2 separate regions of the Sus scrofa genome follow, and region 2 is linked to region 1. The links are chromatin contacts, called in public HiChIP or PLAC-seq maps. All regions are on one chromosome and are shown on one strand. Each heading gives the region's core, a stretch centred on a gene start, on an enhancer-like site or on the middle of the called end of the contact. The rest is flanking DNA. Distances are from core to core; before and after follow the strand shown. Region 1 overlaps RFWD3 (E3 ubiquitin-protein ligase RFWD3). Region 2 overlaps GLG1 (Golgi apparatus protein 1).

Evidence for each region. HiChIP or PLAC-seq counts read pairs in DNA pulled down with a chosen protein or histone mark.
Region 2: an H3K27ac HiChIP or PLAC-seq map of alveolar macrophages shows a contact between it and region 1. The contact joins two enhancer-like sites. A contact is called at or near these places in 11 of 47 Hi-C or Micro-C datasets (adipose tissue, blood, embryonic fibroblasts and 6 more) and 1 of 2 datasets of contacts at active chromatin or transcription factors (alveolar macrophages).

Annotation. Positions count from the first base shown.
Region 1 is chr6:12,990,277-12,997,170 of Sscrofa11.1, reverse strand. It overlaps RFWD3 (E3 ubiquitin-protein ligase RFWD3), which reads right to left. Exons shown (of 13, transcript XM_003481788.4): 13 at 3,119-5,493. The coding sequence ends at 5,350. Among named protein-coding and RNA genes, the nearest start is that of GLG1, 18 kb to the left of the region's middle. Within about 2 kb of position 3,575, at least 14 of the 83 cell types and tissues checked have an H3K27ac peak or open chromatin away from gene starts, as enhancers often do. A contact at or near this core is called in adipose tissue and alveolar macrophages, where this site is marked.
Region 2 is chr6:13,160,675-13,167,568 of Sscrofa11.1, reverse strand. GLG1 (Golgi apparatus protein 1) reads right to left here. Exons shown (of 27, transcript XM_005664351.3): 27 at 2,082-6,894. Among named protein-coding and RNA genes, the nearest start is that of PDPR, 23 kb to the left of the region's middle. Within about 2 kb of position 3,863, at least 13 of the 83 cell types and tissues checked have an H3K27ac peak or open chromatin away from gene starts, as enhancers often do. A contact at or near this core is called in adipose tissue and alveolar macrophages, where this site is marked.

The sequences.
Region 1 (6,894 bases), core at 2,326-4,825:
ACCCAGTAGGCAAGGCCAGGGATTGAACCCACATCCTCATGGATACTAGTCGGGTTCCCCCGTTTTCCCCGAGCCACAATAGGAACTCCGTTTCCTTTGCTTGCCTCAGGCAGCAAGTAACTCATGTGAGCTGAGGGAAGGGGTGTAGTGTTTGCCTAGTGGCATTAAAAGTACTGTTATTCTCTCCACCTCCATGTCAGGATTCCATCTTCATGAGAGGAACTGGGGTCATGGTCAGCTTGCGGGCTTCCACTGGAGTATAATTCAGGTTGCAGAACTTCTCTGGGCTTAGACTCCACAGCAACTTCTCCTCTTCCCCCACCCCCATCACTCTTTCTTACCTGTTCCTGGCTAATCTGATGAACAATCAATTTTCTGGACTATGTGTAAGAGACACAACTGAGCCACACCAGCACCCAACACCCCTACCAACCTCAAGGCTGGGAATTTACCAGCGAGGGCCCTCTGGATGCACTGTTTTAAGCTTATGGTGGCATTCTAATCAGACAGCAGGGTCTAAGGGCACGATACAGACCCCAGCAGTGGACAGTTTGAAGGCATGTATAGCCATTTATCCAGGCCAGATATTTCTCCTTTATTTCAGGAACAAGGAGTCCTCCAAACCCCGATTTTCATTAACCTATAGTCCAACTGTTGCAGCTCACACAAAACTTAGCTTAGAACTTCTAGGCCTTTTTACCCTCATGTCTTTAAGTTCTGAACTCCCTGTGTTTTCTTCTCAATGTGCAACATTCCATTAAATCCAGGAGTTCCCGTTGTGGTGCAGCGGAAATAAATCGGACGAGTAACCATGAGGTTGCAGGTTCCATTCCTGGCCTCGCTCAGTGGGTTAAGGATCCAGATGCGGCTCTGATCCCATGTTACTGTGGCTGTGGTATAGGCTGGCGGCTATAGCTCTGATTCAACCCCTAGCCTGGGACCCTCCATATGCCATGGGTGTGGCCCTAAACAAGGAAAAAAAAAAAAATCAAATCTAGATGTTGTTACTTTGGGCCCACATTCCAGTTCTGCTTGGTGTGTCCATAATTAGATACACCTATTGTTACTTCTTAGGGCCAAGTGAGAGTTCACGGCCCTTCTCACCCCTCAACAGCAGGAGGCTTCTATCCTGCCAGCCCTGAACCCTGCTTTCTACAGCAGGACAGAGCAGTTTCACCACCTTCCTTCTCCCTTCAACCCAACTCCGATGAGCAGTGAACTGGGTAGCTCTGGCCCATGTATCATGGACTCTTCCACTGGACAGTGTTCTCAGCCTCAGCACCCAGAAACCCAAGACAAATGAGAGCATTCGGAAGAATATAAAGGGTCACAAGAAAATGCGTTAATTTTACTTTTTCTTTTTTGTGGGGGGTGGGGGCCGCCCCAGCGGTATATGGAGGGTCCCAGGCTAGGGTCTAATTGGAGTTTCAGCTGCCAGCCTACACCACAGCCACAGCAACGCCAGATCCAAGCCGCATCTGCGACCTACTCACAGCAACACCGGATCCTTAACCCACTGAGTGAAGCCAGGGATTGAACCCACAACCTCATGGTTCCTAGTCTGATTTGTTTCTGCTGCACCACGATGGGAACTACCTGTGTGCTTTAATTTTAAATGCAAAGTATAGAATGTAAAGACTAGGATATGTAAAACTGAATTAAATGCCACCTAAATGTTTTTTCTCTTTAACTGGATTTTTAATTTTTTTTCCTTTTTAGGGCTGCACCTGCCATAGCAATGCCAGATCCGAGCCATGTCTGTGACCTATGCCACAATTTGTGGTCACACTGGATCCTTAACCCAGAGTGAGGTCGGGCATCAAACCCACATCCTCATGGACACTACATGGGGTTTTTAACCTACTGAGCTACAACAGGAACGCCTTTAACTGGATTTTTAACCTGTTTCTTTCCCTATAAATTGGAATAATAATATTTATTCCACAACATTGTTTAAAAATTATTAGGAAGGGGCTTTGTGTACTATACAGGGATTAATAAACAGAAGAGATTCTTACCAACAAACAAGTTGACTGATCAAAGGACAAGGACACACAGGCGTTTATTTTCAGAGATTTCACTTGCAGCCAATCACTGAGATGGGAAACAAAAAAGAACACTACGGAAGAGAAAAGAGTGGTGTTAGGTTTCTTGGTAATTTGGGGTTTTACCTCTTTATCCTTTTCTGTCAGGCTCCCTGACAATGTTAAGCTTATTTATACCTATGGATTTAGTCCTCCTGTAATCTATTAAATTCCACTTGCTGTTTGGCTAGAAAACATTTTCAGCCTTTCCAGTCTAATCCCAGAACCCCATTATTTATGGCAAAAGGGATCCCTGAACTCAACAGAAAAAGAAGCTGAGCAAGTGGCCAGAACTGTGCTGAGCACAAACCCAGGAGCCCACATTTGCCCAGTGCTGCCACCACCCTCAGAAAAGCTGCCAAAGACTAATAGAAAGAAAAGGGTGGAGTTCCCTTCATGACTCAGCATTTAACAAGCCCAACTAGCATCCGTGAGGAGGCGATTTGATTCCTGGCCTTGCTCAGTGGGTTAAGGATCTGATGTTGCCATGAGCAGACGTGGCTTGGATCTCATGTTGCTGTGGCTGTGGCCGGCAGCTGTAGCTCCAATTTGCCCCTAGCCTGGGAACTTCCATAGGCTGCAGGTGCAGCCCTAAAAAGCAAAAATAAATAAATAAATAAATATGTATTTATAAATAAATATATATATATAAAAGAAAAAGAAAAGGGTGAGTTCTCTCCTCTTCCCATATTATAGTCTTCTGGATTCGACTCATAGGAAGCCAGCAGGCAGAGTCTGGGAGATGCAGTTGCAGCATTTAGACCTCTGGATCCGAGAGTAAACAAATGACCAGTGTAGGGAAGTTCTTAACAGGCAAACACAGACCGTCTCCGTAGCAACAGTAAAAGAGAATGTCCAACAACAGCCTCAACTACCTCATCAATTTAAACAAGATTTTCACTTCAGGTCCAGGGCCCATCCTGGATCTGACTATACGAAATGAATGAAGACCTACTGGGCTGCAACTGCAACCCTCCTCCAAAGGGAGACACGATCCTGCCTCTAGCGGTCAAAAAGACAAAAGACCTCAAGAGCTGGTACACATGGTAAATGTTTTATTCATATTAACATTAAAGAGTAAAACACAAACATAAAATATAGAACTTAAACAAAGACACACTGGTTTTCAAAGCAGGTTCAGGATATATACAGTAAGAACATATTTTGAGGTTGCTTTAACTCCAAACCCCCAAATAGGGAACGAGCTCAGAGACAGGGAGAGGGAACGGGGTGGGGCAGAGCCTGGTCTCAGCTGTAACCTCTGCTGCCAGGCAGAGGGGAGCAGGGCCAGGGGTGAAGTTTTTTCCTTTGGAGAAATCAGTCCGTCACAAGAATTTGTTTCTAAAACATCTAAATTTACTAGAGGAATGCAAAGATTGGTAGGACATGAGATTCTTTCAACTCCTCTAGTAATACCAGTCCCTTGGTTCCTATGCTGGGGAGGAATGAACTGGCCTCCGCTGAGTGTAACTGCAACATTAGTCAAATCCCAGCCCTGCCCTGGTTTCTGCTCCTGCCCAAGACAAAGGCGGCCAGAACCAGAGCACTCGCATCCTCTCTGATCAGTGGCAGAAACCACAAGAGTTCTGCTTTTTAATTCAAATCTTTTCCTGCCACCGGAAGCTCTATGCCCTGGCATTCTCAATCATCAACATATCAAAGGGAATACCTCCTCTGAGAAAGCGGACTCTTTCCTAAGCCTTGGAAACCGGCTTTTTGAAAGAGGTCCTTAAATAGAAGGAGGCCACTCTTAAAAAAGCACAACTAAAAGGTGGAACTCTGGGAAATCTACTGCAATAGCCAGGAGAAATGCTGGAAACAGCTCAGGAACCGACAGGTCAGAACTGTTTTAAAATAAAAACCACATTTCTACAACAGTTATTTAAGAAAATCACACTATTCGCCATCCTGCTCCCAAGAACAAGGAGCACGCCTTGAGACATGTTCTGTTGGGGACAGCAGTTTAACACAGTAGCCTTTGGCAAAGCAAACAGATATAAACTAAACCCTCTATTAGAGAGAAAGCTGGACAATCCAGGACTAGAATGAATGATGGTTGAGCATCTCCCTGTAAATCCACCACTAATATCGTCCTGAGAATAACTATGATACCAGGAACCCTTTTAAAAAAAGTTAGGAAGGCAGGCAAATCAGAGGAACTCGGAATCCAACATCAGTTTCACCTGGGGGAAGGCTTTAACGGGGGAGTCCCAGACATGCTCAAGAATGGCCCCTCATTCCAGGGGGCTGGCTTTATTCAGAAACGCTAACGGAAGAGACAAACACGCCCTTCTCCTGCTGTCAACAGCAGTTTGAGCAGCTTCTCTTTCGTCAGCCTCTCTTGGTTATGGCTCCTTGCTCCTGACATCTCATCCTAGGAGAGCCTCGAGAGCTCTGACATATGGCTTATCTCTTCTTAGCGAGAGGGGAAAAGAGTGGCCTTCAAAGCACTGGCTTATATAAAACCAATCCTGAGATCCTAAGCTGGTTAGAAAAAAAGCGAGGCTTCTCTAGTGCTCAAACAAGGGGTCTCTTTCCTTGATTGCCACAGTGTGATGAACTGGGTAGACTCGGCATTAGGAATGGGTCCGCCAGCCACCTTCATCACTGAGTGTGCCCATATCCCAGCATGGCACACCTGGAACATAACTGTTCCTGCCACGAAGCAGACTGGATGCGCTCTACCACACACCTGGGATGGGACCAAGTTACACTAAAAGGTTTTCAGCCGCTAAGGTCGGAAATAGATCAAATCTGTCCCAAGGTACTTCAGCGCCCTCTTGTGTTCACATGAAGACTCTTCTGTGTCCACGCTGCATCAAGATGGTTGGTTAGTCCCTCCAGGGACTAAACATTCCCAAGTCTTAGAGCTCAAGTGATAAGACCACTCTAGAGGGCTGTCACATCCTCTGGAAATGCTTGGTGCACACTCATATCCTAAATGCCTGCTGGAAGGATACCCTCTGAGGTCCAGCAGAAAGTCTGAATAAAAAATATAGATTCTCAACAAAGTTTAATGAAGGCTTTTAACCCAAGAAATGGATAATGTTGATGGAGTACCAGTCACTCTTCTGATGGACACTGGAAATACACAATCTGTAGTGTCTTGGTGACCTGGAGTCTTAGAATCATACTAACCCTAAGTAGCCATGATTGCAAAAGTTCTAGGCCACAATCAGCACAGAACTTGATCAGGGCTTCGAGGTGCCAGGAAACAACATTTAACATTAACCAGCAACATGCCCAACAGGTTTCAAGGCCATGGTCACTCCCACTTATAGATGTGGACCATCTTCTCTGTCAAGGTAGCCAGGTAGCTGTTATGGTTCACCTCAAACGGGCAGATGTCCATGACCGGCTGATGGGCCTGCAGATCCTGCAGCAGCGAGCCACTGCCAGCATCCCACAGCTAGACAAGACAAGCAGAGACAAAGGTCAGGAAGTCATTCGCTTCAGCTTGGGAACTTGCCTTCTCTATCGTCACGTCACTTTGAACGTGCTACAGAGACAGCACCGCCTGGGCAGCAAAACAGACTGTCCTTAACCTTCACGTGGTTGCACGAACCCAGCACACCTAACACAGGCCTCACCCAATGTAATCGGCAATTAATCTCCTGAGAGTGCATCTGAAGACCAAGCTTACTACTTCAAACTATGTGCCAAAAACTTCTAGGTAGAGAAGACAAAAGAAGTCCCTGTCTCTGCCCTTACGGAATCTATATTCTTTTTTTTTTTTTTTTTTTTTTGTCTTTTTGCCATTTCTTGGGCCGCTCCCGCGGCACATGGAGATTCCCAGGCTAGGGGTTGAATCGGAGCTGTAGCCACCAGCCTACGCCACAGCCACAGCAATGTGGGATCCGAGCCGTGTCTGTGACCTACACTACAGCTCACGGCAACGCCGGATCGTTAACCCACTGAGCAAGGGTAGGGATCGAACCTGCAACCTCATGGTTCCTAGTCGGATTCATTAACCACTGCGCCACGACGGGAACTCCCGGAATCTATATTCTAAAACTGGTGTTTTCAGAGTTCCCGTCGTGGCGCAGTGGTTAACGAATCTGACTAGGAACCATGAGGACGAGGGTTCGATTCCTGGCTTTGCTCAGTGGGTTAAGGATCCGGTGTTACCGTGAGCTGTGGCGTAGGTCGCAGATTCGACTCGGATCCCGTGTTGCTATGGCTGTGGTGTAAGCCAGCAGCTACAGCTCCAATTTGATCCCTAGCCTGGGAACCTATGGGTGCAGCCCTAAAAAGCCAAGAGCAAAAGCCAAAAAACAAAAAATTACACAAAAACTTAAAAATTAACCACATTAAGTGCTCACATGACCAGTGTGATTAAGTGGACAAATGCTGCTCTGTGGGTTCAAGGACACCACATAGAAGGCACCATGCGCGTCTTTTTACCTTATTATCAAGAAGCAAATTATTTCTGGTTAACCCACTCACAGAGGTGCAAAGGTTGATCAACGTGGTGACAGGCTGACTCCTATACTGTAAAACTCCCCATCAACATTTCATCTGTTACTGTCACCCTGATGACACTGACAGCTGATCAATTATTTTAGGTTTCAGTAGTCCCCCCTCTTTTTTTTTTTTTTTTTAGTGCCAAGTCCATGGCATATGGAAGTTCCTAGGCTAGGGGGTCTAATTGGAGTTACAGCTGCCAGCCTATGCGACAGCCACAGAAACTCGGACTCTAAGCTGCATCTGCGACCTACACCACAGCTCTAAGCTGCATCTGCGACCTACACCACAGCTCATGTCAACGCCGGATCCTGAACCCACTGAGCGAGGCCAGGGATTGAACCCA
Region 2 (6,894 bases), core at 2,614-5,113, 170 kb before region 1:
TATAATGGAAAAAATAAATGTCTTTTTTTTTTTTTTGTCCTTTTGCCTTTTCTAGGACCGCTCGCTCCCATGGCATGTGGAGGTTCCCAGGCTAGGGGTCAAATCGGAGCTGTAGCCACCGGCCTACGCCAGAGCCACGGCAACATGGGATCTGAGCCGAGTCTGCAACCTACACCACAGCTCACGGCAACGCCAGATCCTTAACCCACTGAGCAAGGCCAGGGATCAAACCTACAACCTCATGGTTCCTAGTCAGATTTGTTAACTACTGTGCCACGATGGGAACTCCAAAAATAACCTTTTAAAAAAGAACCAAAAAACAAAGTAAGAACTACTATTGGCTGCCTGGTTCTCAGTAGCGTAGAAGCATCATTTAAAACCCAGAGGCACAATTAGTAGCTGCTGCTGTAACGCAGTGGTTGGGTCGCTGAGGAGGTTCAAGTTCAATCCCTGGCCTGGCACAGTGTGTTGAGGATCCAGTGTTGCTGCAGCTGTGGCGTGGGTGCAGCTGCCACTTGGATTCAACCCCTGGCCCAAGAGCTTCCATGTGCTGTGGATGCAGCCATAAAATTAAAAAACAAAAACAAAAACCCTAGAGACACAATTCTCCATAAAGGTTACCTTAGTGTGTGCTGAGTAACGAAAAAAAGTTTGTTTTCTGGGAATTCCCTGGTGGTGCAGCAGGTTAAGAATCCAGCATTGTTACTGCAGTGGCTCAGGTGGCTGTTGTGGCATGGGTTTGAGCCTTGGCCTAGGAACTTCCGTATGCCTTGGGCAGGGACAAAAAAAAAAAATGGTTTTTTCAATCCAGGGTCACACTCTGCAGCACTTTTGACAGAAATGCCACAGGAAGGACGTTGTGCCCTCGGTACTTTCGATCAGGAGTGGGATGTTTATTCGTCCCATTCCTGATGATGTTCATACAGATCATGGGCTTTGGCCGCATCTCCTCCACTGCAAAGGACTAGTTTGTTCTCTGTAGTTAACAAGTAATTTGAGAAGACCCTGCTGTGCTGTGGGTTGTTGTTTTGGGCAACGGAGGTGGAAACCCAGCAATAAAGCTAAAAGCTCGCAGGGGTGGCCTGTCTGGGGGTCTGCAGACTCTATGATTATCTATGATGTATGTATATTAGTGTGTATGTGTTAATCCTAAACTTCTGATTTATCCTTTCCCCTGTGTATTCCACATGTAACCATAAATTTGATTTTGAAATCTGAGTCTCTTTCTGTTTTGTAAATAAGTTCATTGTATTACATTTTATTTTTTTTAATTATTTTTTTATTTTTTTGTCTTTTTTTGCCATTTTCTTGGGCTGCTCCCGCGGTATATGGAGGTTCCCAGGCTAGGGGTCGAATCGGAGCTGTAGCCACCGGCCGGCACCAGAGCCACAGCAACGCGGGACCCGAGCCTCGTCTGCAACCTACACCACAGCTCACGGCAATGCTGGATCCTTAACCCACTGAGAGAGGCCAGGGATTGAACCTGCACCCTGAAGGATGCTAGTCAGATTTGTTAACCGCTGATCCACAACAGGAACTCCTAAACTGTCACTTTTTAATGCCCTGATGCAAATTAGTTTAGCTGAGGGAAGGGAGAAGAAAAGACATGGGAGGAGTGTCATGACCTCTGGACTGGGCTGTTGGAATGGGGAAGCAAGCACTGACTATGGGACAGAGCAGGGCCTGGAAAATAAACGCGGCCTAGTTCCGGGCCTGAATGAGAAGGTGGGCCACCAGAGACACGGTGCTGCTCATGCGTCACATCTGTAAGAAGTTCCAGATACGTGCTCCCACAGGAAGGAGACTCATGACATGGCTTAAACACATCAGTTAGAATGAGTAATTCTGGACGCATCAGCCTGAGAGTCAGAAAAACTCCAGATCTGGCTTCCCGCTCTCCTCTAAAAGGCCTGTAGCCCTACTCTGCTTGACCTAAGTAGCCAAGAACACAGACATTCTAGCAGTTACGTTTTGAACATCAGTGCCAAGTTCACCGTCAGGGCTCACAGCTCAGGAGACTTCTACCAGCAGAGCAGGGGGGTGGACGGTCCTCCCAGTCAGCACAGAGAAGATTTAACAAGTAAAAACCTGCAAACTCTTTATTAAAGTCTCCCATTTCATCTGTACAGAAAAAAATGCACATTATGTTCAGAATCTCAGTAACATCTCAAAATTACACAGCATGAACATGTAAAAACAAGGAACTGCAGGGATTTTATACACAGAAAGGAAAACCATTTACAAAAGAGGCGTGTTAATTTTACTTTTCTTTTTCTCCTTCTTTCTCTAAAAACAAAAACAAAAACATAAAAGTAAAGGCCTAAGATCTCACACAGCATTTGCTGTATAGTCTGTTTTCCTGCTTGGATTGACCTGGGAACACTGCGCTGGGAGAAGCCACGCAGGACGCCTCGGGCTGCCAGCCCTCGTGTCGGCCGTGCCATCCAGTGCACTGCAGTCTGACCGGGGGAGCTGTTCACATGTTCATCTAGCATGTGTGGTGCAGGGCCTGCTGGGCTACGGGGTCCAGGTGTCAGTGTTGGGCGGAAGGCAAAACAGAATATAGAGGCACTATCTCAGCTTTGTCCTGGCCCAGGGAGACTCGCCCACTGCGTGTCTCCCGCTATCCCTACCTGCCTCCCGACATCCCTACCTGTGTGTCGTGGCGGGTCCTGGGGATGGGGAAGGAGAGGAAATCACCGTGGGCTTCCCTCACCACCAGCCTGAGAAGACAGTGCTCTCTCTGTGCTCCAGCGACAGTCCCTGGGTCTCCACTGCGATCTCACCAGATGGTCTGGGGGAGCGTGTCACCCCGGAAGGTCAGTCTGGGTTTGCTCATGACTTATCTTTTGTCTGAGGTCTGGGCAGGAAAGGGGATTCGGCTTCAAACACGATTGCCTTGACATGTGACCCTGTCCTAGTGCAGAGGAGGACCGAGAGGAGTGCAGCTGGAGAGAAGACAAAGCAAAGGCAAGTGAGAGAGAAAAAGAATGAGAGAGGCAGGGGAAGGAGGAGACAGAGTCAGAGACAGAGAGGGAGAATGAGGGGAAGCGGGGAGAGAGACCAGAACACGGGCTCTGGCCCTACGCCCTTGGGGAACTGAAGACCACTGGGGAAGAGGTGATTCAGGAATGGAGAGTCTCTAAAGGCTTGGGGGGAACTCAGAGCACTGGAATCCTGCTTTTTTTTTTTTTTTCCTTGGCTTTTTAGGGCCGCACCCAAGGCATATGGAGGTTCCCAGGCTAGAGGTCGAATCGGAGCTGTAGCTGCCTGCCTACACCAGAGCCACAGCAACGCAGGATCCGAGCCGTGTCTGCAACCTACATCACAGCTCATGGCAACGCCGGATCCTTAACCCACTGAGCAAGGCCAGGGATGGAACTTGCGTCCTCATGGATGCCAGTCAGATTCATTAACCGTTAAGCCACGACGGGAACTCCCAATCCTGCATTTAAAAAACTACTTAGGGGTTTTCCAAATGATGAGAATAAATAAAAGGAGTCTGAAGTTTTTCAAATTCCTAAGAATCTGAGATATAAGTAAGTATACGAAAATGCACATGATTCAAAACGCCATATTCTTTTTGTTCTATGGCTGACATATAGTTTGAATGTGTCAGGCTCTGTTGGCTGGCTTCCAAGGGGCTCCACTCCAGGCTCCCTCTCTGTATCTGCCTGCTCAGAGCAAGTGACATGCAGAGAATGTTTGCTTTGTGGTGGGGGAGGGGAGGGGAAGAAATGGGAAGCCAAGGCCTTTTCTCTGAGGAACTTGAGACCAGCTAAGAAAGGAAGCCCAGAAAGCCACGACCCCTTTCCCGGGTGACTCACATTAGTGGGGATGGGAGCCTGGAAGTGGTGCAGAAGTCACACACAAAGAGAGGGAGTCTTGCCCTGGGAGGTGGAAGCAAGTCGGCACTCTGCCTGCTAAAACCTAGACGGGTGCCATGACCTTTTATCTCTGGATTCTCTAACTACCTGACCTTAGGAAAACGGAACAAGTAAAATCCGATGGCAACCTTCTGTCTCACCTAGGAAAGGAGACTCTCCCTCCCTCTCTTAGCATCCCTGAGAAGAGGAAGTGCATGAGGTGAGCCAGCCAAAGACCTGCCACAAATACCAGTCCACACCTTCTCACTCAAAACCAGAATTCCCCTCGCTTCCACGGATGCACTGGCTCAGGGCAAGCTGCCGGCAGCCACAGAACCGGGCCTGGTAGTGGTACCAGAGTTTGAGGGAATGCTGAGAGGGGGGGCCTTCCTGCTGGAGTGCTTCCTGCTCCTGTGCTTGCCTCCCATCCTGGCGCACCTCGCCGGCAGACTTCTCTTGGGACAGCGGCAAGAACAGCGGCCAGGGAGGCACTAGGGTTAAGGTCTCCCTCCCCGAGCCTGCCGTCTGTGTGAGAAGCTCCGTTAGAGGGAGCAGTCAGCCTTGCTCTTGACATTCTGCCTACATTTCTGACTTCCTGGCACCTCTGGAGTATTGTGGAGACACTAAATCTGAGTTCCTGAGACACTGGAGTGAAATGACAAGGCCTAATGAGTTTCCTGGCTGCTGTCATCTTCAGCAAGTGCTTAGAGCCTTGGCCCAGGCCAAAAACCCCACCCGCTGCTTCTGTTACTATCATGGGCTAGACACCAGGAGAGGAGATAAAGAACGAGGCCCATCACCAGCTCCTCCACTAAAGCCATGGTTTCTTCTTGATTAGTTCTCGACTAGATAACTTACCCAAGAGGACCTATGAGGCCAGTAACCAGAGGTGTCCCAGAACCTGTGCTGTTACACCAAATGCGGTCAGAAGGGGGACTGGCGGGCTGCAGGTTCAGATGGTGCTGGGCCCCTTGGACGTAGGCAACTGCTCAGGACACTCCCGGGGACTCTCAAGAATGGGTCATGTGAAACTATTCCAAGTAGCGTGGTGAAATGCTTTCTAGCAATGAGCAAAGACAGCAGCAGCATTATCCCTTCTATCTATTTGGATCCTTTCGAAAGGTGACAAATATTTCAAGAATCAAACTCCTTTTCAAACTTCCAGATCTGCTTCAGACAATTGAGATCATCTCTCAGCTCAGAAAGAACAAAAGCATCAAGACATCTTAAACCACAGAGGTGTTTTACATGTACTGGGGGGAGACTGCGGAGGAGGAGAATGGTACCCCCGCTCTCAGCAAATGGGGAACACGTACTCTATCCTGGAAACCGCATCACACGCGTCAGTGGGGACCTGTGTACAGATGACATCCCGACCCCTCGATCCTAGGCCCTCGAGCCCAGCGGGAACCCTGGAGGTGAACTACCTGGGCCGGCTCAGTTCAGTCCGGCAGTGCGGTAGCCGGGGGTGTTGTTCAGACTCCAAGAGTTTCAAGTTTTATGAGACTGAAGAGTCCCAGGGCAGCTGCTGAGAATCAAGAAGACCCTAAGAGCAGGACTGAAGGGACCGAGCAGCTTTGACGCTCCCCTTGGTGACTTACAGTATCCTAGGCGGGGTGTGCAGCTGGCTTTTGGAACCCACTGCCTCTGGGAAGGGTAGTGAAAAGGAAGAAGAAAGAAAAAGGAAACCACAGTATTCAAATATATGTCAGTCAGGTTAGACAAGGAGTCCTTTGGATCAACGGACCCGCTTTCAGGGAAGACAGACGTGGGAAGGTCGCGCAGCACGTGTGGACAGAGGCGGGGGCAGGGCGGGGAAGCGCGCGTGGGCTATGTGGACAGTTTTAGGCACGTGATTTATAATACTTTGTGGACGTCTAACAGGTTAATAAAATATATATTATATAAATATATCTCCAACTGTACACGCCGCCCTCTTGTGCAGCCAAGGCGCGCGAGGCTGGACCGTGATGCCTGCCTCCTCCCTGTTACACCCCGAACCTGTCATCTCTACGCTGAGGAGGGTGGGGGAAGACAGCCAGGAACAGTGCTTCCACAAAGCTCAGCCTCAGGCAAGACTGACGAGTCACCAAACGCCTACGACAGGGGGTGTATGCCGCAAATGGGGAGACAGAAAAAGTGGAGAAAAGCCCCCATCTTTTAATGCAGTAACTCTCCACACCCTCTCCACTTAGGAGGCATAAGGAAGCTTGTCTGGGAAGGTGGCCTTGAGCCTGCAGAAAGGTCAGGCTGGACTGCCAGTCACACCCCGAGCCCAAGCTAAATCTTTATAAGCCATTGTCTCTGACCTGCATTGTGGCCTGAAAAATAAAGCAAAGTGAGTCGAACCCCTGCTCCTCCTTCCTGCCCTCTGCTCCCTCTCCCACAGCCACGGCTTCCCAGAGAAGCGCAGGACTTCTGGAGGAACTGCCACCCCGGCAGAGTCCGTCTGAACACGGCTGAGTCCTCACTGGCCTGGAGGAGGAAGGTTGCTGGGATCCAGCTGCCTTGGGCCTCGGGATCCAGCCTCCAGTGCAGATCAGTGGACTGATCGGCTTCGCACACTCGGATCCCCTCTCCAACCCTCCTGCCCGTGGCCTAGAGAAGCGCCTACTCTACTTCACTGAGGTGAGGCGGTCACAGAAACACCCATGGCCTTGGGGTCTTGACCAGCAGTGGCTCTACTAGGGTGGCAGCAGAAGAAAACAAGCCCTGAAGCGGGCTGGTTAGTCATTTCCCACTCATCAGTGAAGTCCATGGCCCCAACGTGGGCCAACGGTGCTTCTGAGAAACAAGCCAGACAGCCCAGTTACAGCGCACTGGGAGGCGTGCTCCCCCCAAGTCCCGCCTTCACTGTACACCGTCACACAGAAGAAACAACCCCACTGCTCAAATCAAGCCCGGAAGAGATGTGTTACTATATACATTTTTTTCTTTCTTTAAAAATTTTCTCTTTTTTTTGTTTTTTGTTTTTTTTTTAAAAAAAAAAAGAAAAAAAAATCATTTGAGTTGCAGGTCAGGTGAGTTG